4 separate regions of the Mus musculus genome follow, and regions 2, 3 and 4 are each linked to region 1. The links are chromatin contacts, called in public ChIA-PET and HiChIP or PLAC-seq maps. All regions are on one chromosome and are shown on one strand. The core of a region is the stretch at or near the end of the contact, and the rest is flanking DNA. Distances in the headings are between cores, read along the strand shown.

What was found. ChIA-PET counts read pairs in DNA pulled down with a chosen protein or histone mark. HiChIP or PLAC-seq counts read pairs in DNA pulled down with a chosen protein or histone mark.
Region 2: a contact with region 1 is called in an H3K4me3 HiChIP or PLAC-seq map of bone marrow-derived macrophages, with 3 times the contacts expected there. The contact joins the enhancer-like site here to the promoter of Sord in region 1. A contact is called at or near these places in 4 of 39 promoter capture datasets (the 3T3-L1 cell line, embryonic stem cells, neural stem cells and 1 more), 2 of 484 Hi-C or Micro-C datasets (embryonic stem cells and erythroblasts), 2 of 115 datasets of contacts at active chromatin or transcription factors (bone marrow-derived macrophages and memory CD8 T cells) and 3 of 9 other capture datasets (adipose tissue, embryonic stem cells and liver).
Region 3: an H3K4me3 HiChIP or PLAC-seq map of pro-B cells shows a contact between it and region 1, with 2.3 times the contacts expected there. The contact joins the promoter of Slc30a4 here to the promoter of Sord in region 1. A contact is called at or near these places in 3 of 39 promoter capture datasets (the 3T3-L1 cell line, neural stem cells and pre-B cells), 5 of 115 datasets of contacts at active chromatin or transcription factors (astrocytes, bone marrow-derived macrophages, pancreatic cancer cells and 2 more) and 2 of 9 other capture datasets (adipose tissue and embryonic stem cells).
Region 4: an RNA polymerase II ChIA-PET map of effector CD8 T cells shows a contact between it and region 1, with 7 read pairs. The contact joins the enhancer-like site here to the promoter of Sord in region 1. A contact is called at or near these places in 2 of 39 promoter capture datasets (hippocampal neurons and pre-B cells), 1 of 15 datasets of contacts at CTCF or cohesin (large pre-B cells) and 5 of 115 datasets of contacts at active chromatin or transcription factors (the 230-238 cell line, double positive thymocytes, effector CD8 T cells and 2 more).

What each region holds. Positions count from the first base shown.
Region 1 is chr2:122,231,871-122,238,283 of GRCm38.p6, forward strand. Sord (sorbitol dehydrogenase) reads left to right here and starts at 2,969. Exons shown (of 9, transcript NM_146126.4): 1 at 2,969-3,088. The coding sequence starts at 3,023.
Region 2 is chr2:122,716,682-122,723,094 of GRCm38.p6, forward strand. 4930417H01Rik (a long non-coding RNA gene) reads left to right here. Exons shown (of 5, transcript XR_866691.3): 3 at 1,214-1,549; 4 at 2,591-2,683; 5 at 3,835-4,775. Among named protein-coding and RNA genes, the nearest start is that of Slc30a4, 17 kb to the left of the region's middle. Within about 2 kb of position 3,165, at least 65 of the 459 cell types and tissues checked have an H3K27ac peak or open chromatin away from gene starts, as enhancers often do. A contact at or near this core is called in bone marrow-derived macrophages, where this site is marked.
Region 3 is chr2:122,698,805-122,705,217 of GRCm38.p6, forward strand. Slc30a4 (solute carrier family 30 (zinc transporter), member 4) reads right to left here and starts at 3,859. Exons shown (of 7, transcript NM_011774.3): 1 at 3,226-3,859. The coding sequence starts at 3,616. It overlaps 4930417H01Rik (a long non-coding RNA gene), which reads left to right and starts at 3,835. Exons shown (of 5, transcript XR_866691.3): 1 at 3,835-4,180.
Region 4 is chr2:122,663,055-122,669,467 of GRCm38.p6, forward strand. No RefSeq gene overlaps it. Among named protein-coding and RNA genes, the nearest start is that of Mir147, 25 kb to the left of the region's middle. Within about 2 kb of position 3,412, at least 109 of the 459 cell types and tissues checked have an H3K27ac peak or open chromatin away from gene starts, as enhancers often do. A contact at or near this core is called in double positive thymocytes, effector CD8 T cells, memory CD8 T cells and 2 more, where this site is marked.

The sequences.
Region 1 (6,413 bases), core at 1,719-4,218:
TCTATGCAAAATTCCATTCTGGCCGGGCATGGTGGAGCACGCCTTTAATCCCAGCACTCCGGAGGCGGGAGGCAGAGGCAGGCGGATTTCTGAGTTCAAGGCCAGTCTGGTCTACAAGGTGAGTTCCAGGACAGCCAGGGCTACACAGAGAAACCCTGTCTCGAAAAAAAAAAAATTCCATTCTGTAGTGATCTTGTGTAGCCTCTCTCTCTCACACACATTGCCCTCTTGTCTGCTGTCTCCTTTGTTCAGAACACTGAGCCTTTACTCTCCTCACATTGTTTTGATAGAGAGAGATCAGAAGTCCATCGACAAATTGGAAAAGCAATCAGCGACCATCAAACACATATTGGAAGATCTGGGGATAGATGCCCCTGGGGGTGATGACTAAGTTCCTCTAACAGTGTTAATGTAGCAGTATTTGGTGGCACCTGCCACAAGGACGACCCTCCTCTTGAGGATGATGAGGACAAAGGAAAGTGGGCAGATGACATTCCAGTTTGGGATCAAGTTTGGGCATGCTCTTCAGCTTTATTCTGGCTGCAAACTTCAGATGCCAAGGATTTGCTTGATGCTACGATACGTACTGGACTGTTGCTAATACATTTAAGAGGAAAACTCCCCAGAGGTGCACAACCGTTAATACGAAGAGTGACTCCACTTGGTCAATGAACAGGAGGCGGCCTGGCTGCACACTGAGAAACAGTGGTGTGAAGAGAAGTGGCCTGTGCTGGACGCTGTGGGGTCGTTCCAATACCAGCTGCACTGCTGCCTACGTAACATTAACACTAGACAGACTGAGACAAGCCTCCGAGTCCACTGAACTAGCAGAACATGTTAGTGTGTAGCTGGAGTGCAGACTCCAAACAGGATGACTCAATTTCTTCTGGTGTGAGTGAAAGTCCCTTTGTTCTTACTTAGGAATACAATTAGAAAGTGGATCTAGGGCTTTCTCTTCTTCATTCTCCTCTTGTAAAATGACTTAGTTTATCGACCCTCTAACTTACTGTGCTATTAAAAGCTGACGTAAATCAAATAGAGCAGGGTGTGGTGGCGCATGCCATTAATCCCAGCACTTGGGAGGCAGAGGCAGGAGGATTTCTGAGTTCAAGGTCAGCCTGGTCTACAAAGAGAGTTCCAGGACAGCAAGGGCTATACAGAGAAACCCTGTCTCAAAAAACCAAAATAAATAAATAAATAAAAATAAAGTAAATCAAATAGGTTGCAAAGTTTTCTGAGGTAGAATTAGCATAATATGATCTTTATCTATGAATTGAAAAAAGTACCTTGAAGTTAATGTTCCAAGGGAAGGGGTTAGGTTGTGGGTCAGGTCTGGGGCTGTGGGTCAGGCTTTCTAGAGTTAAGTAGTGTGGCTGCTATTGATTAGTTTGTGTGTTACAAGAACCTGAGGACTTCTTTTAAGTTTTAATTTTCTCAGCTTTGAATCTCAACTACAATACTCAGTGTGTAGTTTTTTGGGGGGCAGGGGTTAGGCTGGGGGAAGAACTGTAATTAGAAATTTGTTAGCATTTCAATTAAAAAATACATTAAAAAATCCATCCTGGGGCCGGAGGAATGACTCAGTAGTTAAGAGCACTTGTTGCTCTTGCAGAAAACCCGGGTTTAATTCCCAGCAGCCAAAGGGCAGCTCACAACCATCTGTAACTCCAGGTCCAGAAGATCCAGTTCGGTCTTATATCCTCCAGAGACACCATTCACCCAGTCGTGCACACACATACATTCAGGCAGACCACTTATTTATTTATTTATTTATTTATTTATTTATTTATTTATTTATTTATTTTGGTTTTTCGAGACAGGGTATCTCTGTGTAGCCCTGGCTGCCCTGAACTCACTCTGTAGACAAAAACAAAGACAATTTTTTTTGTTTTTTGAGACCGGGTTTCCTCTGTGTAGCCCTGGCTGTCCTGGAACTCACTTTGTATAGTGACTGGCCTCGAACTCAGAAATCCACCTGCTTCTGCCTCCAGAGTGCTGGGATTAAAGGCGTGCGCCACCACGCCCGGCTTCCACTCCCCCTTTCTTATTTGGTATCCGTCTCCATTAAGCTCTCCTCGCGTGCCAAACATCTCATTGCCTTCTTGTGAATAAATAAAACAGCCTCGGCGGGTTTTCTAGTGCACCAGGAGTTGCTGCTAAAGAATGTAAGACTCCGTTCCATCCTCACAGGGAGACATCAAGAGCTGAGAGCTCTGGTGATAATTCTCGGAAGACTAGTAGTAGGTATGATGCTGGAAAGAGCTCTGAGTTCAAGGCCAGCCTGGTCTAAAGAGCAAATTCCAGGCCAGCCAAGGCTACACAGAAGAAGGGAAAGGAAGGGAATGGATAGCTAAGGAAAGGGGCAGCAAGCTCCATCTCTAAAGTAAAAACCTGTTTGTCCTGACTGGGGAGCACTAAAGGCGGGATCTGGGCAGAAATCCGGCTGCCAATGGAAAGCGAGAAAGCCTTTAAAGAGAAAGGCTTGCAAATTCTGCCCTACAGCATCTTGATGCAGATGCATCAGGACCACGTGACACATACATTCCTTCTTTCACTCCTGCGAGTGTCAGGCCCTTTGTCGGTTGCTGGAAAGACAGCGGTTTTTTGTTTTGTTTTTGTTTTTTTTTTTTTTTTCAGAGCGCTCGCGGCGTCCTGCCTGCAGCAGCGCACTGTTCCCGTTAGTAACACAAAACACCCGCGCTCCACCTCAGACTTAAACTTGCTGTTCGAGGGGTGCTAGCCGGGTCTTCTGCAGCCACAAATCCCCCACGGCCTCCGTAGGCTGCTTTCTCTCTTTACTCTGGCTTGCTAAGTCTGAGTGAAGTCTCGTCCCCCGCCTCCCCCCTCCCACCTCGCGCGACCCCGCCTCCTGGCTGTCAAGTGCGCAGGCCCCGCCCCGGGCCCGCGCTTCGCCTTCTCTAGGCTCCGCCCCAGCCCCTTACTCCAGACCCTTGGCGGTTGGACGAGCAGAACCACCAGCTCCCCGCCGGGTCCAGCGGACACCTCGAAGCAAGAGAGCAACATGGCAGCTCCAGCTAAGGGCGAGAACCTGTCCCTGGTGGTGCACGGACCTGGAGACATCCGCCTGGTAAAAAGGGGAAGGAGTGTGGGAACTCAGGCAGTCACCCACCCAGCTCCGGTTTGCCCCTCTGGCAGGCTCAGCAGTGGTACCCACTCCCAAGTTCTGTTGCTCATAGAGCTGGCAGATAGCCCGTGCCAAGCACCCCTGACTGCCTGGGTTTACCCAGATCTCAGCTGGTTACCGGGAGGTGGGGGTGGGGTAATTGTTATCTATCTCTAGAGAGAGTTCTGGTCGCGTGCTCCCAGAGCCTAGACCGGGCGCCAGGCACGTGACCTGTGCCCAGGACCGTTGAAAACTAATCAAGCCTTCGACTCTAATAGCTGCAAACTCACACTGTTGTTATTGCTCTTCAGAAGGGTCAGAGGGAGACTTCCAGGATTAGGATCTACCCAGATCTTCTCTTGTAGACAGTGGAGGACAGAAAAAGGTGGCATGGTGGCATTTAAAAGCAGTGAAGTTTCTATTTAATCCTTTTTGTTTGGAACTGATAATATCCCATAGCAGAATTATTATCATGAGAGGGCCTAGCATTCAGTAAGTGTTAATAATGCATTTTAACTGGGGATATAGCCTGGTGCTTATCTCCTTTAGTCCACATCTGGATCACTACCTTGGAGCATTCATTCTGTTTACCTCTGCCTCTGGCTTTAAACTTAGTTCTGCCCCCTGAACCAAAGTTCAGACATTTGCCGAGTCATCTTTGTGGTCATGCCAAAGTTCCCTTGACAAAGTCCATCTCAGCGGGCATGCAGTTTGGAGATTGGATACCAGCCATCTCTCCTGCACCCTAGAGTCTGTCTCCTTCCCATTCAAAGAACATGTACCAGGAGAGACTCATTCAGATGAAGAGTTCTTGTCTGTTTAATAGCCTGTCCTCAGTGGTTTATCTGTGGTTGCAGACTAAGCATTTTCTGAGTTCCTTAACTCTTCCACCTGTAGACTTCTGTGGATTCCAAACCAAGAATCGTTGTGGTTCCCAAGATGGTAGCCTTGGTTAGTTAACAGCCAAGACAAGAACTCAGTCAGATTCAAATTCAATTTCTAGTGCTCTCTCCAATCACATTTGAACATCTACTCAACATCCTGCATTAAAATTAAAGAGACACAGTGATTTGTGATTCTCATTCTCTCTCTCTCTCTCCCCCCCCCCCCCCCGACAGGGTTTCTCTGTGTAGTTCTGGCTGTCCTGGAACTCACTTTGTAGACCAGGCTGGCCTTGAACTCAGAAATCCATCTGCCTCTGCCTCCCGAGTGCTGGGATTAAAGGCGTGTGCCACCACTGCAATGCCACACAGCCACAGTTTGGTCTTTCCATGGAGGATGGGTTGGGCAACTGAGGCTTAGCTTCCATTTGAGTGGACTAGGGGCAGGGTCTGCTGATAAAAACCCTTGCCTCCTGAGCTCACATTCTTTGGAATTCTTTGGAGAAACACCCATTCCTAATATCTAAAGCAGGATTCCAACAGGGCTTGAAGGGAAAGAGAGCTTAGGCTTTCCCAGAGATGCTTTCCCAGCCACCAGTAAGTCCAGAAACTGGCCTATGTCCAGGGCATAGCTCTAGAAAAACAGGAGTTGAGCCACTTTGCTGAGACAAGCAGGAAGGAAACCTAAGACCCAGCCTGGCCTCTGGCTGCCTGGGAGACTGGATTCCCTTTTCCCTACTACAGTAATTGAAGTTTTCTCACACTTAGTGTCAACACAGAGTGTGTAATTTGGGTGATAAATGAGAGAGGGGATGTGTTGCTATGTAGCAGCTTACACAGGTACATATTAGGAAGGACTGGCAAGTGAGCAGACAAATGCTAGAAGACTGGGCGTGTGTGCAGATGTATTAGGATAGGCCGGTAGGTTTCCTTCATAATGAGGGAATATATATATATATATACACACACATACACATACACTGTCTTCAGACACAGAAGAGGGCATCAGATCTGATTACAGATGGCTGTGAGCTACCATGTGGTTGCTGGGAATTGAACTCAGGACCTCTGGAAGAGCCGTCGGTGCCATCTCTCCAGTTTATTTTATTTTTATTTTATTCTTTTTGGGTTTTCAAGACATGATTTCTTTGTACCATGGCTATCCTAGAACTCCCTCTGTAGATCAGGCTGGCTTTGAACAAAGAGATCTACTGACCTCTGCCTCCTGAGTGCTTGAATTAATGGCACAGGCCACCACCACCCAGGCTTCAGATTTCTCTATTTTAAATGGAGAAATTTAAGCAAGAGGGAAAGAAATAAATGAGTGAGCTGATATACAAGGAGGCAAGCCACCCATCAGCAAACTTGAGGGGGTATTCTTGAAAAGGAAATAGTAAAGTCAAAACCAAGGTGCCCGGAGTCGGGGTCAGCTCAACCTCCGCTAGTGGTAGCTGTGTGGCTCAGCACTCTTTCTCCTGCTATAATTAACGTGGCTCCTTGAAGAGGAGCACCAGGCCTGTAATCCCAGCTATTCAGGGAGACTGAGGCAGGAAGACAATGCTCAAGGCTGCAATGGACTACAAAGTAAATTCAAGGCCAGTGGCAGAGTCTCTAGGTTAAGTCCCTAATACAGGGAAAGAGGAAGAAAGGGTGGGGTGCCTGGAGGGGAGGAATAGAAGGGGAGGAAGAGAGGGGAGCTTTAGTATTTATTTGGGTGGTGTGAGCTTCATTGGCACTGTGCTTATAAAAGGGCCAACAGAGTCCCAGGCATCCCACTGGTCTGTGCAAACTGGAGTTAAGCAGGAGGCCAAAGCCTTTAAACAGTCTGACCATGAAGAGATGGATAAAGGCCAAAACCGTCAAATTATGGACAGTTTTGGCAAAATTCTTAGGATGTGGGCCAGGCAGAACACTATTCAACTGCAGCAGCTCAACTACTTTATGCCTCTTTAGCCCATCTTGAGAAATCTAGAACTATGAATTGCTGGTTCATGAAACTGGAATAGAAAACAGTGGACTTTGCTTATCTGCACAGAATCTTTGCTTGGGGGCAAGTGGGTGGCTTGTGAGTTTTTGCATTTTTAAGAAATATTTTATGATGTGGAGTTTGCTAGACTAGTAAGGACACTAAGGGAAGGAATCAAAACATTGCTACATTGCTACATCCCTACAACTCTAAAGCGCACACATTGCTACATCCCACTCATGTGCTGGGTGCTTTAGTTAAGTGCTTCAAACTCCAGGATGAAAGAATGAGTTTATTTTCATTTCCAGCTGACCACAGACTAATGTTTGCTGAACTCTACAGCAAACAGAATGCTAACCATTTCTACATGTGCCTCCCAATATCTTGTTCCATCGCCAGTCAGTCCATGGACCATCCTCTGGGAGCATGCCATCTCCTTTCT
Region 2 (6,413 bases), core at 1,915-4,414, 490 kb after region 1:
TATAAACTGTAACAGTGCTACTTCTAGTCTTTCCACAACACATTATGTCTTCTTTTTTTTCTAGTCCACCAGTTGAATGAAGAACTGAAGATACAATAGTTGGCCCCAGGTCCCTAAATAGCTGGGCAGAATAGAATTCCCAGATCTTTCTGATTATGTGGGCATGTGTTGAGAAATGTGATTTTTTTTTGGGGGGGGTGAATGTTGGAAATAGAATGCATTTGTTACAGCAACGTCTACCTTTTGCCTTAACTGCTGTAGGGATTTTTGAATGCCTCTGCTCCTATCATGCACAGTTCTTCAGCTAGGAGACTGGGACAAGAATTATTATTGACCCATTCTAGTAATCATTATAATTCTTATTGTTTCCTGTTAGTAAATTACCTTGGAGGTTCTGCTATCATTTTAAGATTTTGAAAAAAGAATCACTGGGTTCTTCATCCTAAAAGCTTTTAAAAATTAAACATAAAACTTTGAATTATAAATTTGTATTGTAAACATAGGACTTTATTAGATAAGGCTAGTGTAGAGTGTTGATACTGATGCATTCCTGAAGGCCACATGGTTATGTGTCTGGCATTCAGTAGTTTCTTTATACACACACACACACACACACACACACACACACACACACACACACACACAACCACATGATAGATACTGGAAACGGAATGATAAATGAGACTGATTTAAGTTTTAACTGTCACATATAGAATCACATATTCCCAGGGTGACCATGTGTGACATTTGTGAAGTCACTTTGCTTAAAAACAAGGACAATGCTGCTGGTGTGCTCTGGGCTAGTGTACCCTCAGGGTCTAAGTGAGATTAGCTGTGTGATAAAGTGACTTCCCCATACTGCTGAACTAGTGTGTGTCTTTACAAAGAGTTAACAATCATTCTGGTAGGCCATTTAAAAATGGCAATTTCCAAAGAGAAAGCCTAATTCTGTCTATAAATGGGTGTATCTGAACTTCTCTGCCCTTGTTTTGATTGTACTAGAGATACTGAGTTAACCTTATATACTCTACAAAGATAATTTCATAAGAATATTCTTAGCTAGTTATCACTTCTCTTAGGCTAATAACCAGGACTGGAATCCCTGTATTATGGGATAGATATGTGTTTAACTTGTTAAGAAACTGCCACTTTAGGCCCTCATTAGGAATGTTTGAGAGATGACTCCTTGTCTCACCAACTGATTTTGTATTAGTTTGCAGCTGAATCAACAAAGAAACGAGGATCAACAGTTCCCAGTTCTGGAGGCTGATGGTCTCTGATTAATCGCATAGCCCATTTAGTCCAGCTTCTGTGGCTCATGGTGTCAAAACAGGTCACATCAAGGCAGAAGCCAGAGGGATTCAGCTATGAGGCCTGCTGTTTTGCTTTGTTTTGTTTTACTTTCTTTAATATAATAAACAAAACTGGCTCTCTCAAGGATGGAATGATAAATACAGTAATCTGATTATCTTGCAGTAGATAATTTGTCTACCTGTTAATGATTCTGCTTCTTGGACTACGTCCCAGTAGATGCCATGCTTTCAGCCTGGTAAGTGACACTAATACTACCTCCAAACCATCACTTGGATTGTCAGGGTTTTGGTGTGGTGATGATACAGGAGAAATGTAAAACACGGAGTTGATGATAGAAAGGAGTCACTAATACATTTTCTTAGGAAAAGTCAAGTGACACACAGCAGAATCTAGCTGAAGGAGCTCCGCCAATAGGGCTGGAAGATAACTCTCGCACTAACCTGCTTTATTAGGAACTGTAGGAAAGGCAGGTCTGCAGCACAGTTGAAGTTTAGGTTGCTGAGAAAGTTTCTGCTCATATTTATGCACCAGTGATGATCTCCAGTTAGGTTCCAGTCTCATAGCAAGAGGAGGCAACCCGGACTTACAAGCAGCCATTCGGTCAACTCTGTATCAAAGTATAGATCCCAGTGAGTCCTGGTCTGCCATTAACTATCAGCAAAAGCCTAATTGTGCCAAGTAGGCAGGATGAACCTGGGTAACACCTAGGTTCGAAAAGAACAGTACTGATATATTTATAAGTCTGGCAATATCTTTGCTGCGAGACTCTCCTATCTGCCCAAGTGGCCAGACTTGCAGTCTCCTGTATCTGTTTAAATTGTTCAAAGTATAGCCTGGGCCTGGGACCTGAAGAGATTTGAGAATGGCAGTGTACACGATATGCATAAGCCTGAGGTGTGTATGCATTAGGAAAATCTTCTGTTTGTGGCTGGCTTTCCTTTGGACATTAGCCAGAGATGGACATGTGCTATGTTAAAGAGATATTGATTTTATTAATCCCTAAGCATGCAGAATGATTTCTTACTGAGAAGCCACATTAATTTCAGAAAAGCTGTTTAATTTTGGTGAAGTTGTGTTTATCTTTTGGCTTTCTTTTGTTGCTATTGTTTTGGGTATAGTATCTTAGAAATCATTGCTTAATCATGGTCACAAATATCTACATCTGTATTTTCTTTTACGAGCTGCATGACTTCATTTTTAGGTTCTGGACTATGAGCTCCTTTGAGTTGATTTGGAGTATGGAGTTGGGTAATGGGCCACACTGATTCTTTTGCAGATGAATGTCAAAATGGCTGAACACTGTTGAAAAGATGCCTCATCACTGAGTCATCTTTGCAAGTACCTTGTGGAAGAGCAAGTGACCACAAATGTATGAATTTATTTTTAGATTTTTCCATTACTCCATGTTACTCTGTAGCCTAACCTTGAGCACAGCTTTTATGTGTGATTCATTGGGGCTCTAATTTGTGTTTTCCTGATGACTAATGGCAGCTTTAGAATGTTTCTTCCTGCATATTCCAGTCAACCTCTCACCCCACCTCGCATCCACACATGCTTTGATGACTTTATTAGTCTTCATTGTTTGAGAACTCTATGCAGAAGTAATGACACAGCATCCATACACTTGCTGGGCATCTTTGCTGGGCATCAGCATATTTTTTTACACTTATCCATGCATTTTGTGCACTATAGGTTGTTTCTTCACAGTCTCTTTTTACAAAAAAATTGACATTTCTATTTCCTTTTTATGTAATTATGGTGTGAAAAATTATAGCCTGTTTTTTACATTTCTCATCCAGTTGATTAGTGTGTATGGTCATGGATGTCAGAATTTTTTGCCTATTCCTAGTTTTTTGTTATTTCTATATAATTACTTTTTAAATTATTATTACTTGATGACTATACAAGAGTCAAGAGTCATTTTTTCTGTCTTTCTTTACTTAAAAAAAGTCACTTTATTTTAAAGAACTTAAAAATATGCTGCTAGATTAAGGTTGTCACTCAAACACTAGTCCTGTCCCAAATGCTGTACATCTCAACCTCTGTCTTTTTTCAAAAGATTTTGTGTATCTCTATTTTGTGTGTCTGGAATTTTTTTTCCTGCATGTATGTAATGCACCATGAGGCCAGAAGAGGAAGTTGGATTCCCTAGAACTGGAGGTACAGTCAGTCTTAAGCCACAATGTAGGTGCTGGGAATTGAACCTGGGTCCTCTGCAAGATCTGCAAAGCGCTCTTAACCAGTGAGCCATCTTTCTAACTCGCATTTTTTTCTTTCCATGCTCATACATACTGCTATCATTTTATGTCTAACTTAAATCTATCTTCATGCAGACATCCTATTTATTCAAACTCTGAATTTTATTCCTGCTTCGAGTAATTACAATATATAGAATCCGTGTGTGTTTCTGGAAAAGTCGCCAGAATTTTCCATAATGTTAGGGAAACATTCTAGACAGAGGAGGGTGTTTGTCCCCTCCTTCTATGCACTGCTGTTTACCTGCTATGTTTGTCTTTGCAGGTGAACGTGGAGACACTGGCTGTGAAGATACACATTTATTTCTCTGCCTACAAGAAAGAATAGAAATAAAGAAACCAAAGTGAACGTGGGCTTTCTGAAGAATAATTTTCTTTCATGCAGTCTGCAGATACTGAAGTCTGCTGTCTCCTCCCCCGCCACCTCCCCCTTGCCAGTAACTGCAGCTGCTGAGATACAGTTGAGTTTGTGGTACAACCAGTTTCCTCACCTTTACACACTGAACTGTCAGTCTTTTCTCCTCCGGAGTGTACTTGTCTTGGGCAACTGTCAATTAACATCCCTCCCTGGCTCCCTTACTGCTCCAGGCTCTTCCTTCATTGCTCTGTGCAGGCCTCACAGAGCCCAACCCCAGCCAAGTTAGACTTCAGTCAGAGAATCAGAAACAAAACCAGTGTCTGCCAGGAGACACTCTCTCTGCCTGGGAATTCCTCCCCATTGGGAGAAGTCTATGTCATCTCCCTCCACCTACGGTGGGAAAGTGTTGAGTTTGTTAGGCTGAGTGAGGGATTATGGCCAGGAACATTGGTCACCTTAGAGCATCCACACTGGAGGGTATGTTCTCAGCAGAGGTGATGACTGCCTGATAGCTGTGTATTATGGAGTTCTCTCCCTTGACCCTCCCCATCTATATGCTCTGTCCCAACCCCACAGATTCATGTGTTTGAACACCTGGTCCCCAGCTGGTAGCACTGTTTTGGGAAATTACTTAATCTGTGGGAGGTGAGGCATGCCTGATAGGGTACATTGTTAGAGGTGGGTCTTTGAGGGTTAGGATCTGGCCTTACTTTCTCTTCTGTTTTCTGCTTTCTTCTACATCATCACAGACTTCTAATGCTTCAGAGCCATCCTGCCATGTCTGCCCCACCCTGATGGACTAAAATTTCTGAAACCAGGAGTCAAATTAAACTTTTTTTCCCCTCTTCTGTTGGGCATTTTGTCACAGTGATGAGAAAAAGCTATCTGGTATGATGAAGGGGAAAGAAGTAAGAATGAAACAGCAACATAAATCATGTAAGGTCTGTGAGAGCTGGGGTAGGGTGGGCAAGGAATGAAACCTACGAACTATTCCAAAGCTCAAGACTGCCTAGTGCTTGCTATGTTCTTACCTTCTGCTGTCCTGTGTTCTTCAGGCTTATCAACCATCCTTATTCTTTTATCTCTACAAATTCCTTCATTGCAGAACCAACTTATGCCCTACTGGCACCTCCAGGATTCTTTTCACACACGTGCCTTGACAGCTGCACCTAACATGCTTTCTTTGGGACTTTCTCCAATCCCTGCAGCCCTGTGCACATGACACCTTTCTCCCAGGTTTATCTTGCCTTTTATAAAGGTTTTTACAAAGATCAAATTACTTATCTGTCAAATATTTAGACAGAGGACTGGGAAGTAGTGCACATAAATAAACAGATTATGTTCTTTATCTAAAGACTTTGGCTCCTAGAGCAGGGAACAGAATGTAGCAGGGAGTGGAGTGGAGCTGCAGATGTGAACAGTGTGTTCAAATCATCAGATATAAGGAAGCTGCGTGGAGCTCTTCCACTGGAAGCCGACAATTCAGAAGGATCCTAGGGGATGAAAGAAAGCTTTACGTTAAATAAGCTAAGTGAACAATGCAAGGACTCTTGAGATGGGGAAATAATTCAGAGATGGATTGTATATTTGGTTGTAGGATATAGATGGTAGATGGTTAGGTAGAAACCAGGAAAGTACCTTGCCTGGATCAAAATTGTTACACTTAAAAGTGGCTATACTATTGTGGTGATGGTTTGAATAGGTATGGCCCCCTTGACTCATGTGTATGAATGCTTGGCACATAGAGAGTGACATTATTAGGAGGTAAGCCTTGTTAAAGTAGGTGTGGCCTCGTTGGAGGAAGTGTGTCACTGTGAGGGCAAGCTTTGAGGTCTCCTATGCTCAAGCTATGCCCAGCGTAGTATACAGTCTCCTTCTGCTGCCTTCAGATCAAGATGTAGAACTCTTGGTTCCTCTGGTGGTGCTATGTCACCTACACACTGCCATGCTTCCCACCCGCCCCAGCGAAATGTTTTCCTTTAAAAGAGTTGCCATGGTCATGGTGTCTCTTCACAGCAATAAACCCCAAACTAAGACAGATGGTAAATCTTACGTGTATTTTACCACATTTGCCCTCTTCTGATGATCAGAATTCAACTCATTGTCCAGCACCCTTATCACCTTACCTAGTGCTTTCTTTCCTAGAAGCACAGCCAAATGAATCTCTACCTCCTCCAATTCCTGCCTCTAGGCTTTATTTTATCTGAAATAAATCCACTACCAAGATCTAAAACATAAAAACATAAAGATAAAATGTTTCCTTGTACCTTAGATAAGTCAGTCTACCTTATCTCCAGCCCAGGAAAGTACTGACCTGCTTCCTATCACTCTAGATGGGTTTTGCCCGGTTCAGAGCATCTTGTGAATGGAAGTATAACAGAGCGAATTATCATAAATTTGGAAATATTCCATGTTCTGTGTGCTAGCAACTGACCCTCTCAATACTACAGTTCATTCCATGACATGCACATACTCAGTTAGTGTAT
Region 3 (6,413 bases), core at 2,609-5,108, 470 kb after region 1:
TGTAGGACAGTGCATACAAATTAACATGTAGGTACTCAAAGGAGACCTGCTGAAGGGAAGGGAGGAAAGGACAGATACTGTTCAATGTCAGGAGTGAGTCAGAGGTAAACCAAGATCCAAAATCAAGTCTCCTCTCTGAAATCTCTAAATGATTTTATTTTTTATTGGTCCATACTTCCTACATAAGATGATTTATTTCTAAGTTTTAGATATACTTTAACAAGCATTCTACTAGATCCGGTCTAATTCTAGGTAACATTCTGAGCACTACCGTTCCTATCATTTCTGCATTATTTAATGAAAGATTCTATATTTGGATATTAAGTCAGTATTGGAAAGGAAACACCTATTGTGGTTTCTGAAAAACTTTTATTGAGTAAGAGCTTCTGGAAATGAGAAGTCAGGACAATTAAATATTAACTTTTACTTAAATGAAATTCCATCTAAATAAATTTCAAGGGAGAAAGTTATGATTAATGTGACTAACTTCAAGTACTCAATATCAACTTCAAAAAGTCTGAATGGTGAGCATTTTCACTGTGTTGCGTTTGAGAAGTTCCTGGATCTTAGTCTGCTGAAGTCATGAGATCATGTTCTGACTGCAGCTTACCATCTTTGCATTTTATATTACACATTTGTAATTCTCCAACAGAAGAATTCCCTAAATAGAACCTCTATACCACCTTCTCTGAGGCTCAGGGAACATGTGGAAGAGGGGGCTGAAAAAAGTTCAGAGCTGGAGGATGGAGAGATCTGCCACAAAAAGACGTCTTCTGTATATGACATAGCTGTTGTACCCATGGACTCGGTGCCACTGTGGTTACCTGATCAAGACCTGTAACAGGTTTGGCCCTGTCAACATTTCATCCAGGAAGAGAGAAGATTTTTAGGGCTGCACCTCTCCCTGAGGGACTACTGACAGTCAATGGTTTCTGGGGAGAAGGGTGTCACTCTCTTCAGTGGTGTACTCACTGCTAAGTTTCCCATGCTTCATAAGTCATTTTCTTCAATGCTCACACAAACTGTCCCAATTAAAGTCAGTGAGTGGGTCACATACCCAAAACGACAGGAAAGTGTGAGCCTTGCTGGGAAAAAGGGTTCCAGTGTGAAAGGGAGCAGGGATGTAAGAGAGGGGGTGTGTAAAATGATTAAAATTCATTATAAGCAAGTGTAAAATATTGAAGAATTTTTAAAATGCAATTAAAAATTCAACAAAAGCTCACTTACTATGTCTAATTTGTATCATTTACTGTTTTAGGTATCAGGATGTCAGCTTATATTTCAGTCAAAAAATTAAAATAATAAAAGACATGTAAATAGAGTTCAAGTGGGGAAAATAAGATGCAGAGGTTTATCCCAATAGTGAAAAACAAGTCTTTCAGAGATGTCTTTTGAAATGAAGTATGACTGACTAACAAGCAGTCAAGGCACAGTCTGGGAAAAGGCAGGAATATAAAAGCTCAGGCGAGAGGCTAGAGAGGCTCAGTGGTTAGGAGAACTTGCTACTCTTGTTCTGGTTCCCAGCCCCTAGACCAGGAAGTTCACACTCACCTGAAGCTTCAGCTCTAGGGGATCTGATGCCTCTAGGCACTGTACTCACTTACCAGCACACACTCACCCTCCAGTGACCCATACCCTCCCCACACATACACATAATTAAAACTAAATATTTTTGAAAAAGCTGGAAGATGGGTGATGTGCCACATATAGTCTACTAGTGGGCTGAGAGATAACTGAAGACATTAAAATATACCATATACAATTTGTGTTTGCTATGCATATATTTATACTCGTATATGCAGATATGTACATACCTATGTCTACTTGTGTAGTATTTTACCACAGTCTACTTCTTATTACATAGTCAACAGAAGTCTGAAAACCTTTGAGAAATCTGCTCTTATTTATGAAAGCCTTAAGGGCAAGAGAGAGGGAGCCCTGAGAAAAGGACCATAACCAGTACAGCTAATTTCACACTGGGGAAGAATGATGGGACATCAGGCAGAGAATGTACATGAGTCTTCTACACACAGCATTTTAAATCTGGGCTGCCAGGTCTCTTCTTGTTATGGCTCATCATAAGAGACAACGTAAGAGAACCGTCTCCTCTGTTAATGCCACTTCAGAAACTGCCACTAAGGAGTCGGCAGTGTGTTCTCTATCTGAGAACTGCATCCATGGATACCATCAATCATGAATGGAAAACATCTGAAAAAGTAACTCTTCCTCAGCGTTCGCCATTCACAGACTTGTTCTGCTCATCAATCTCTCAACGAGTCAGGATAACAACTACTTAAATACAGCATCAAATTTGTATTTTGTAGTCAAAATGATTTCCAAAGGCTTTAAAGTACAGAAGGACATATATGTAGGTTATATGCAAATAACTGCTTCGCTTTACGTAAGGGATCTTTACATAAGGCGTCACTGGATGAGGCAACCTGAGATTCAGGTTCTAGAGAGGACTCCTGGAAGCAACCCACCTTGGATATCAAAGGACGACTATAAACTAATGCGACAGTAAAAATAAGGTCTAAAGCAAGAACCTTAGAGTGAGAAATTATCTGAAATCAGTTAAAAAAGGAGAAAAAAAAAAACCCTAGCTTCTGCAGCTGCCGGGGAGACCTCTAGCAAACTGTAGATACTCCTTTTAATAATGAACTTTTAATTAGTTGGCTGTATAGAGTTTTGTAAAGCCCTTGGCTATAAGCTCAAAAGGAAGCGGCATAAATAAGCATCAAATAACCAAAATGTAGACAGAGAGGAAAGTCTGGTACTGTGGATGGCTCTCTCTTTTCCCAATAAGATTCCTCATAATCTAATCCCTTCAGAACTTCTGTGTGAGAAAACAGAATGGTGTTCAGTAACATCCCTTAGTACTATAAAATTCTGATTCTAATCCATGTCAGAATTATTTTAGACGTTGAAAGATAAACCTGGCATTTTATCAGAATCTGTAAAAGGAGAAGTTACATGATATACAGTCAAGATAACACCCTAAACCCTACAGTAAAAGGCACTGTTTATGGGAGTTACAAGATATACCTGCAAGCTCTCAGTGGGCGCTCACGGGAACCGCACTTTGGAATCCCGTGTCCCTTTCCTATGGACCCACGAAAGTCTAGATACTCAGCAAACTTCCTGAAAACAAAGTTTCCACCTCAACTCCGGCGTAGCTAACAGCTGGACAAAGTCAAAGGCAAGCGAGTCGGCGACACAACTCACCTACAAGCTCTCCGATCATGAAAAGCAAGTAGAGGACGGCAGCGATGGTCAGCCTGGTCTTCACCTTCCTCTGCTTCAGCAACTCGCGTCGCTTGCTGCAGTTGTCACAGGGGTCCATTTTCAAACTCAGCTGACTGTTGGTTAAAGGTAAGTCCTGGTCCAATAAGGAGTCATCGTCGGCCTGGAGGGCCGGGTGCGCCCCGTTCACAGGCCTTTCCGGGGCTTCCGAGTCATCGTCGGCCACCACGACTCGAAGTTTATTAAAGCGCGAAAGCCCCTCGTCGCTCACCTCGTCCGAGAAGTCGAAGGCGCTGGTGTCATTTAAGAACAGCGGCGTGTCGTCTTTCCTCAGCAGGGATTTGAGGCGCTTCCACGCGCCGGGGCCGGCCATGGCAGCGGAGGGGCGGCCGGCGACTCCGCCTTCACCGGCGCTCGGGCTCCTCAGGGCAGCGCGGCGCGTCCCTGCCCATCGTGAGGAGAACGAGACCCCGCTCCTGTCGCCGCGCCCCGGCCGCGCGCCAGCTCCGGACTCGGCGGTGCTCGGCTACCTGCGGGCCGACGCCGCCGCGCATCCCCGCCCGGAGCTCGCGCTACTGCGACCCGGGCCAGGGACCGAGGCCGAGCCCCAGCCACTGCACCCGCCCGCCCCGTGCCGCTGGGAGGCCGGCCGCGGGGTCTGACAGGCCCGGCCTCCTCCGGCCCCTGAACGAGGCGGCGCGTGCGCCCGCGAGGCGCGAGGGGAGGGGTCGGCGCGGGCACGCAGGCCGCCGCTTGGGGGCGCGCCGAGGGGGCGTGGTCGCGCGTCGCCCCCTGCCCCCGCCCTCCCGGCCCCGCCTCTCGGGCTCTGAGGTCTTGTGCGCTCTGAGCCCCCGGGTGTGCCGCGGGAAGGTCCCCCCGGAGCTGGGTGTCACTGCTCTGAATTCCCTCCACTGGAGATGGGTCTCGGGAATCTCAGGTCCGATCTTGGTTATGGATGGTCCGTGGAAAATGTCCTTTAGTGCTTTCTTACCAAGTGGGAATCCTGGTAGCTTTTCTTCTACCCAATCGGCAAAAAATTGCCGATTATCTTGGTCAAAAGGCTAGGACAAGACTAGGATGGTCAGTAGTTCTATGGCTTGCTTTAAAGTTTCCTGTTTCTCAGCAAATATGTGTCTTCCTTCTGTGTTCACTGCTACGCTCCTTGGGCACAATTGTGTGAGCTTACTTTCCCTATGTTTCATCACATTCTCAAATGTCCTCAAGAAGCAAGATTAAAGGCAACACTGTTGGTAGAATTCATTTTAAAGTGTAAATCCTTGGCTTCCACCTTTCTTTCCTTTTGAGATCCTTAGGATCTAATCCAGGGGCTCATGCAAGTTAGACACGGGGCTACACCTGCATCTTGCCTGTGGTGTCCTGCAAGCTCCTACTTCCCCAGGGTTTACAAAGACAATATTTTAAAAAGTTTTTATATCTTACCAAAATTTCAGGTCACAAAAATACAATGAAAAAAATCACACGAGGCAATTTTAACGATTCTGTTGACACCTTAGAATCCGGTGCGAAAAGAAAGCCCTGGCTACTTCTGTATTCCAGAGTGATCCCTCAGTCCTAAGTTTTCCCCCAGAGCTGCAGTCATGAAAGCAAATTAGACCCTCCATGGTCCCGAGATCAGGAAGGGAAGGCTATTGCCTAGAATTTCATCAATCAGGACACGATGGTAATAGCCAAAGGGAGACAGCTTACGAGCCATTACATTCCTCGGCTCCAAATATCTTAGGAGTAGATTGTTCTGTTGTTTTTAATGTCCCATTTAACTGCCTACAATGTTTCAGGAGTGTCATCGGAGTCTCTTAAATGCAGCCTCAAGGTAGGAGGGATGTGAATGTTTCAAGAATAGTTGAAATAAAAGGATGGGTTGTTTGGGGACATTTCCAGCGCGCTGTGCTGAGGAGGACTGCCTTTGTGCGTTCTGTTCTTTCACTCGTGTCTCACTGGATTCTCGAGAAAGTGATGAGACGACAAAGCCATATTTTAAGCTCTGTCCATAAATTCTGTGATGACCCCACTCTTCAGGAGGTAAATTCCCTTACCTTTGCTTGTGGACAGCACTTAGTAATGGCCTATGACCTGTAATGAACAGTCTGTGGCAGAAGTGACTGTGACTTACAGACTAGGTCATAAAAGGTGCTGCAGCTGTTTCTTTATCCTCACTCTTAGATCTCTTGCACTGTGAGGAGACAGCTACCACATCATGCTAAACTTATCCAGCACCGTGGGAAGGTCTGTGAGAAGGAGCTTAGCCCACCAACTGCCATGTGAGTGAGCCATTAGTAGTGGACCTTCCAGCCCTAGTAAATCCTTTGGATGACTTTACACTGGACAACTGAAGCCTCACAATGCATCCTGGGCCAGAACCACCCATCTAGGCCACATGCAGATGATGCACAGAAACTACACAAGATAATGAATGTCTGCTATTTTAGGATAACTTTTTTATAGCAATAAATAGCAAATACACTATATTTCAAATTTCTTCAGAACCTGGAAATACTCCTTTTATTCTCCCTTTTTTCTTCTTCTTACATCCTGTGGGGTCTAGTTCCTAAGCCTGCCTTTGTACCAATAGCATTGCTTATACCATCATGCTTTCAAATGGGTCAAATTGCCTCTGTCAAAAGGCATGGAACATAACCACATTTACAGCCTTATTTCTCTGGTGCTTGTAACGATAGACAATCTGCTGAAATATGACTCACTTATCAACACTGCCTCCAATTCTGCTAGCTATTACTCAATATGCATTCTTTTATATGAGGCGTCATGCCCCATATAAACATTTCCAGGCTGGAGATTTTTCTTTTTGAATTACATCAGAATCTTACCAACCATTTTGCCTACCTTTTTAGCTAGGTGACCCTTAATGTGTAGATTGTTTAGATTACTCAAGAGGCCTTGCCAGTACAGCCAAAAGAAACAGCTCAGATAGACACAAATCTAGGTCAAAACCTGTTTTCTGGTCCAGGTTTCTGTTGGTAGCAAAGCTAAACATTATACAACAGCTAACATTTACTTAGGACTTGCTTATATTCCAAGGGCTATGCAGGAACTGACTTATATGAGTTCAATGAGCTACTAAATATCGTTAGGGCGAAGGTAGTGACTATAAACATGGCTTTTGGAGTCACACTGCCAATCTTTGAATCCTG
Region 4 (6,413 bases), core at 2,162-4,661, 430 kb after region 1:
ATAGGTTTACCAAGGAAATCATGTCAAACTTCCTTACTCTCTCCTAATTGGATACTCAATCTTTCAGTATCTCTCATCACTGTTTGAGACAAGGTTTTATGTCCCATAAGACAAGGTCCTAGCTGGCTTCCACCATAACCATGGTGGCCTTTAAACTCTGGATGTGTCTAATCCTTACCTCTTGAGGAATGGGAGGAGGAGTTTGTGTCACCATGTGGCTTAGACTTTTCTTCCTTCCTTTTTTTATTTGTTTATTTTACAAGTATGAGTGTTTTGTTTCCATGTGGAGTACGTGCACACCTGGCGGCTGCAGAAGTCAGAAGAGGGTGTCAGATCTGCTGGATTGGAGTTACAGGCAGTTGTGAACCACCACGTCTGTGTTGAGAATCGAACTTAGGTTCTCTGGAAGAACAGTCAGTGCTCCTAACTGCTGAGCCATCTCTCCAACCCCAGACCGAACTTCTTGATGGGCCCTTCTCCTCATTCTTAAAACACATTGGCTCACAGTTCCTTAGCTTAGGGGCCAGCAAGCATTTTCTGCAAAAGCTAGATAGTGTCTATTTTGGTCTTTACAGTCTCCACTCGGTTCACAGGTCATGTGCATCCTACAGTGTGCCCACACTGTGACTGATGCAGCTTCAGGACAAAGATAGGGGTAGATTTGACTGTTGATTTTTCTTCAGTAAATTAAAAGAAATTTGTGTTTCAGGGAACGTTGCGGAAGAGGGGCAGAAAGATTGTAGGAGTCGGAGGATCAGGGAGTTTGCTCTGAGACTGTGTCTCCTAAGAACAGCAGAAGCTCTGCCTGTAAAATATCACCAACAAGAGTGCCCACATGTGAGCTGAACAAGGACAACACGAAGGTGTTGTAATCATAAACAGAGAAAGAGCTATAAGAATATGTTCTGGTGGGGTGTGAGGGAAGGGGTTGCCCTCCCCCCGAGGGACCAGACACACCAGTAGCGTATAGAATAGAGTTTATTCAGGGGATGGGGAGGGGAGTTAAGAGGGTAGCAGAGGCAGGGAAAGGCAGAGAGGAGAGAGGAGAGAAGTAGAGACCGGCCATGACCACATGGAGAGAGGGGGTAAGAGAATGGAGAGAGAGGGAGCAAAGGGGAAGAGGCGAGGGAGAGAAGCAGGAGTAAGAGAGAGAGGAGGGGGCAAGTAGCCCCCTTTATAGTGCCAGGTCTACCTGGCCATTGTCAGGTAACTGTGGGGAGAAGCATGCCTGGCTATTACCAGGTAACTGTGGGAGTGGAGTCCAGACAGATACCAACACAAGGGACAGGGCAACTGAATGGGGGAAAGCCTACGAGGCCTCAATCCTACTGATAACTGAGGAAAGCAGAGAGCAGGAGAGGTGGTCCTCCTGGAGAAGGGTACACCAGCTGGTTGTCCAGCCAGTCAGTCAGCCCTGAAAGCATACATACGATTAGAATTATATAGATTCAACAACAGGATATATGTGTGTGTGTATACATATATATGTGTGCGTATACATATATATATATATATATATATATATACATGTGTGTGTGTGTGTATATATATATATACATGTGTGTGTGTATACACACACAAATGCATATATGCATGCAGTAAAAATGAAAAGAGAGGCCATGAGTTTGAAGATAGTCAGAAGTGGTATATGGGAGGGTTTGGAAGCTGAAATGTAACTAAATTACAACTTCGAAAATAAAAAATAAAAATAAGAAAGTTAGCCGGGCATGGTGACGCACACCTTTAATCCCAGCACTTGGGAGGCAGAGGCAGGCAGATTTCTGAGTTCAAGGCCAGCCTGGTCTACAGAGTGAGTTTCAGGACAGCCAAGGCTACACAGAGAAACCCTGTCTCAAAAAAAAAAAAAAAGAAAGAAAAAGAAAAAGAAAAAGAAAGAAAGAAAGAAAGAAAGAAAGAAAGAAAGAAAGAAAGAAAGAAAGAAAGAAAGAAAGTTATGTGAGGATTATTATTTTCCAAGTTGGCTTTCCAGCATGGTCTGTAGGACTGTGTTCACATTCCCGCCACTGTCCTGACCTTGAAACACTGCCACAATTTATTGATTCTCTATGTCACCTTGATTCCTAGAGTGCCAGAGCCAAGCCCTGGGCACCCATACATTCGTCACACCTAGCTCAGGGTGGGGACCTGTCAACTGTTTAGTAAGTGTTCAGTTGGTGAAGTCCTGACTGAAAGTTGAAAATAGAAATTTATTTTCAAAAGAGTGGGAGGTCTTTCAGCATCTAGTAAATGCAGTGTCATGGGTACCTCTCAAGACTATTTGGTAGTAGTGTTTAGAGGCCTGGGCGCCTTCTGGAGGGAGGAGGGGCAGGAGTGAGTGCCAGGGGCAATCAGCCTAGTGTGTGACTTGGAAGAAAAGAAGCCTCACAGTGAAGGTTACTCAGAGAAACTTAAGGAGGGACCAAGAAGGGAGTGGCCCCGGGAGGGCTTCCTGTGCTGCCCAGAGCACCCAGAGCATCCTGCCACTGTCCCTAACACCCTTCACTGTTACCCAACTAACCCTATTAACAGGAATTAGGGTGGCAGCAGCAGGGGCCACGGGTATTCTCGCCTTGTGATTACTCAGGTCTGGCTCATTTGTGTCACAAGAATGCAAAGGTCTGTGACTGCCTCTCCTCAGTGTTCATAAGGCTAGCTGCCCACAGGCTAGTTTCATTTCTTGAAGTTGACCTCCTTTCATCCTATTGCCTCTGGATTTCTTTCCTTTCGTTTCCAACAAGTAGTGAGTAAGCTCTTTCTGGCTGTGCCCCGGGTAGGGGTGGGTATGATCCTGGACATGCCCCTCCCCTCCACTTACTCCCTGCTTTCCTCTGACTGCTGAAGGTCCAGGGATGGTGGCAGCAGTGGTTGGATGACCCAGGGACACTGGCCTCCCAGTATCATGGGTTCTGGAAGCCACTGGCTAGGTGCAGTGGCCTTCTGGAAAATGTGAAAGAAAGGCACTGGGGCAGAAAGTCATGCTTTCTCTAAAGGGTTTGCTGATCCCTGCAGAGCATATACCCTCTGCCTGGGGCACAATGAGAGAAACCACCATGATGTCATAGAAGGCAGAATTGGGAAGAGATGCTCAGGTTACATCATTTCACACTGGGTGTGAACCCCCTGTGTAAATCCCCCGGGGGCGTCTGGCACTGACAGAATGATGCAATCACCGAGAAGTGAGGATTTTAAGTATTTCTTTTTTCGAAATATAACTGATCTTCTTATACACTTTTATAACCTATGATGTGGATCCATCATGGTTTAACAGCTGTTCTGCAACACTGCAAATTAGCCATTAGCCTTTGTGAGCTGTAAAAACTTCTTTAGCTAGCTAGCCGCCAGCTCTACCTGAGCTGAGCAGTGAGAGACTGCAAGTCCCAAACTCTAGAGGGCGCCACCTTCACGGCTTTGTCTCTTCTTTCAGCCGGTGGACAGCCTCAGCTGAGGCTGCAGGTGATTGTCAACAGACCTAAGATTCCTCATAGTGCCAGGCACAAGGAACGAGCTTGTCCCTGGCTCCCTAGCCCCAGCAGATATGCCATTTCCTGGCTTGTGCCTGTGGGTCCTGGCCCAGCCTCCTGGATGTCTACCCTGGTGGCCCAGAGCCAGGAAGTCCTCATGACACAAAATCCTTCCCCTAGGAGGTGTGAAACTCTGAGGGCTAGAATTACCACATCTCTAAGATCTATGCTTGCTTAAACGATCCCCATGAAGTAAGGGAGGGCGGGCCACATTTCTCTGGTGTCTTCCCTCTGCATCTGCTTCTCCGTGGCTGCAAGGGTGCCAGGCTTGGTCTGCATGAGTGTGGCTCTGTCTGGAGCCATTTCTAATTGTGGAGGGGGAAAGGCAGAGTAGAACTCAGTCACCAAGTTCTAAGACTACGGAGGTGGTGACTCAAACAGAGAAAAGACCCAGACAATGACTTGAATCCATGGCTTCATGTTCCCATGTGTCTACTCATGAAACATGTATTCACTTCCAAAGGTGAGGGTCCTGTCCAGGGCTTGGGAAGCCTGGAGAAAGGGTTCAGGCTCCACACATTCTCTAGGTCCACAACTGCAGATGCCTCTCTTCCTTCTCAAGCACAGCTCTCTCCATGTTCCTTCTCGGAAGAGCCTTCTGGTCTGGCAAGGCTTTCTCTGGGGTCTCCTTTGAGTACAAAGTGTTATGTTCCCATGCTTAAGAAGTCTAGGACATTGTGATTTGGTCATTGACTTGGGTAGCTTGTGACAGTGCCCGAGAGGAAAGGATGAAGGGCTTGTCCACGCCTGAGTGTGGGCAGCTGAAGCCAAGAGCCTCCAAGCTGAGTGCTGGGCAGAGAGAGTCATTGTACCGAAGAAGGCAAACTCTCTCTGCAATACCCTGCTTTTTGCTAGGTTTCCAAGGCCCATCAAGTCGGTTGTCAGCAAGAAAACAGAGCGACTAAAAACTGAACCGAGGAATATGGGATGGGACCGGATGGGGAGGAGGTAGAAAACAGCACATAGCCTTGGTGCCAAGCCCTGGCACTACTCTCTTCTCATATTGAGCACCAGCCTTTTGTAAACAGTGAAACGGGCTCCCTGGGTGACACCTCAGAGGCTGTTTCTCTGGATGCCTCTTTAGGACATCCTCATCTGAGCACCTCGCCTTTTGGTGAAGACTTCTCTATACCTGTATTGAAGGGGGCAATTCTTCTTCCAAAGAGAATTCTTCTCCTCTCATCTGAAGCTTTAGTTGGAGCCATTTGCACTCTATTTATCATGGTTGAAATTTTTTTTTGAGAATTAACATGTAATATAGTCAATAAATATAACATCATCACTGTTGGGTCAATAGAATTGTGTCGTCCTTGTTGTCTCCCCAAAGGTCTCAGCTTGATGAATTAAAGGTCATCAGCTTGTTCTGTCCTCTTGATTGAAAAGATAATCTCTTTTGCTCTGCTTCCTTGCAAAGGATTTTGGAAGACTAGCCAGTCAAAAAGTATTTGGGTAAAAGGCTCAGACGTAAGCCCAGGGCACCATCTACTGGCTGACCGTGAGTATGATCAGACTGAACTTGAACAGAGCTTTTTGTTTATACAAGTGATATAATCATTCCTTTTAAAAGTTAAAGTGGGCAGTGAGGTGGCTCAGCAGATAAAAATCACATGCTACCCAAGCCCGGCATCCACCAACCCCACCAAGTTGTCTTCTGACCTTCACGCTGTAGACAAGCCCCATCCCATCCTAGGCACACACAATAATCATAACTAAGAATAAAACAAAGTTAAAGAGGAAAGGTCTGCGCATCATCAGCATATATTACCAGCAAGGGCTTGTGCCTGGATTTTCCCAGGTCATATAAAAATGGAACAAACACATCAAGGGACTTAAAAGGAAAACAAAAATGATATCCAGATGAAAACGAGTCTTTGAGAGCAGTCAACTCTTTCCTCTTTAGAGGTTTTTGAGGGGAAGAGATGGAGGAAGTCCAGGAGACTATAAGCCCTATGAGCTGTACCCTGTGGAGAAAAAACCCAGGCAGGGCATGGTGACCCACACCTTTGATCCTAGCACAGAGGCAGGACAGGAGGATCTCCCCGAGTTCGAGGCCAACCTGGTCTACGTAGTACGCTCTCAGACCACCAGGGCTACATAGAGAGATCTTATCTCAACCCCCCACCCCACCCTCACCCCATGACCACCACCAAAAGAAAAAAAAAAGAAAAAAGAAAAGATATACAAAACAAAACAAAACGAATCTCTCAGATAAGACTTTATATGCTAGAGGATTTCCTTTTACCATAATATATGTTTTTAAAATCTGCCCCAGGAAAATGTAAATTCAATTCAAAGTGAGATTCCAACACACACACACACACACACACACACACAGAATGGGTAAGATTAAGAGCAATAATGACAAGTAAGACAAAATTGGGGCGTGGGGTGCTTCCATCCACTGGTGATGGGAGCATTTGGATAACTGTCCCATGTAATCTCCTCCATATGGAAAGTGGGACTTGGAATCCAGTGACTCACACTTGTAAGGCAGGGGTTTGAACCCTGAGCTCCACCACATTCCTATTCCACAAAATACAGAATGTGGTGTGAGGAAGGAAGTCTGTGCCTTCCAGGTAGGGGCCCCAGCCCCACCCCTTGTCCACCTCTTATTCTGTATTTTATATTTTGAAAGTTATATATAGACACGCCTTACAGCACAGCAACTGGATTCCTTGGTATATATTCAATAGAAATGTCCGACTGGAGAGATGGCTCAGTGGTTCAGAGAACCCTCTGCTCTTCCAGAGGTCCTGAGTTCAATTCCCAGCAACCACATTTTGGCTCACAACCATCTGTAAGGGGATAACCTCTTCTGGTGTGTCTGAAGACAGCTACAGTGTACTCATAAATAAAATAAATCTTGGGCTGGAGAAATGGCTCAGTAGTTAA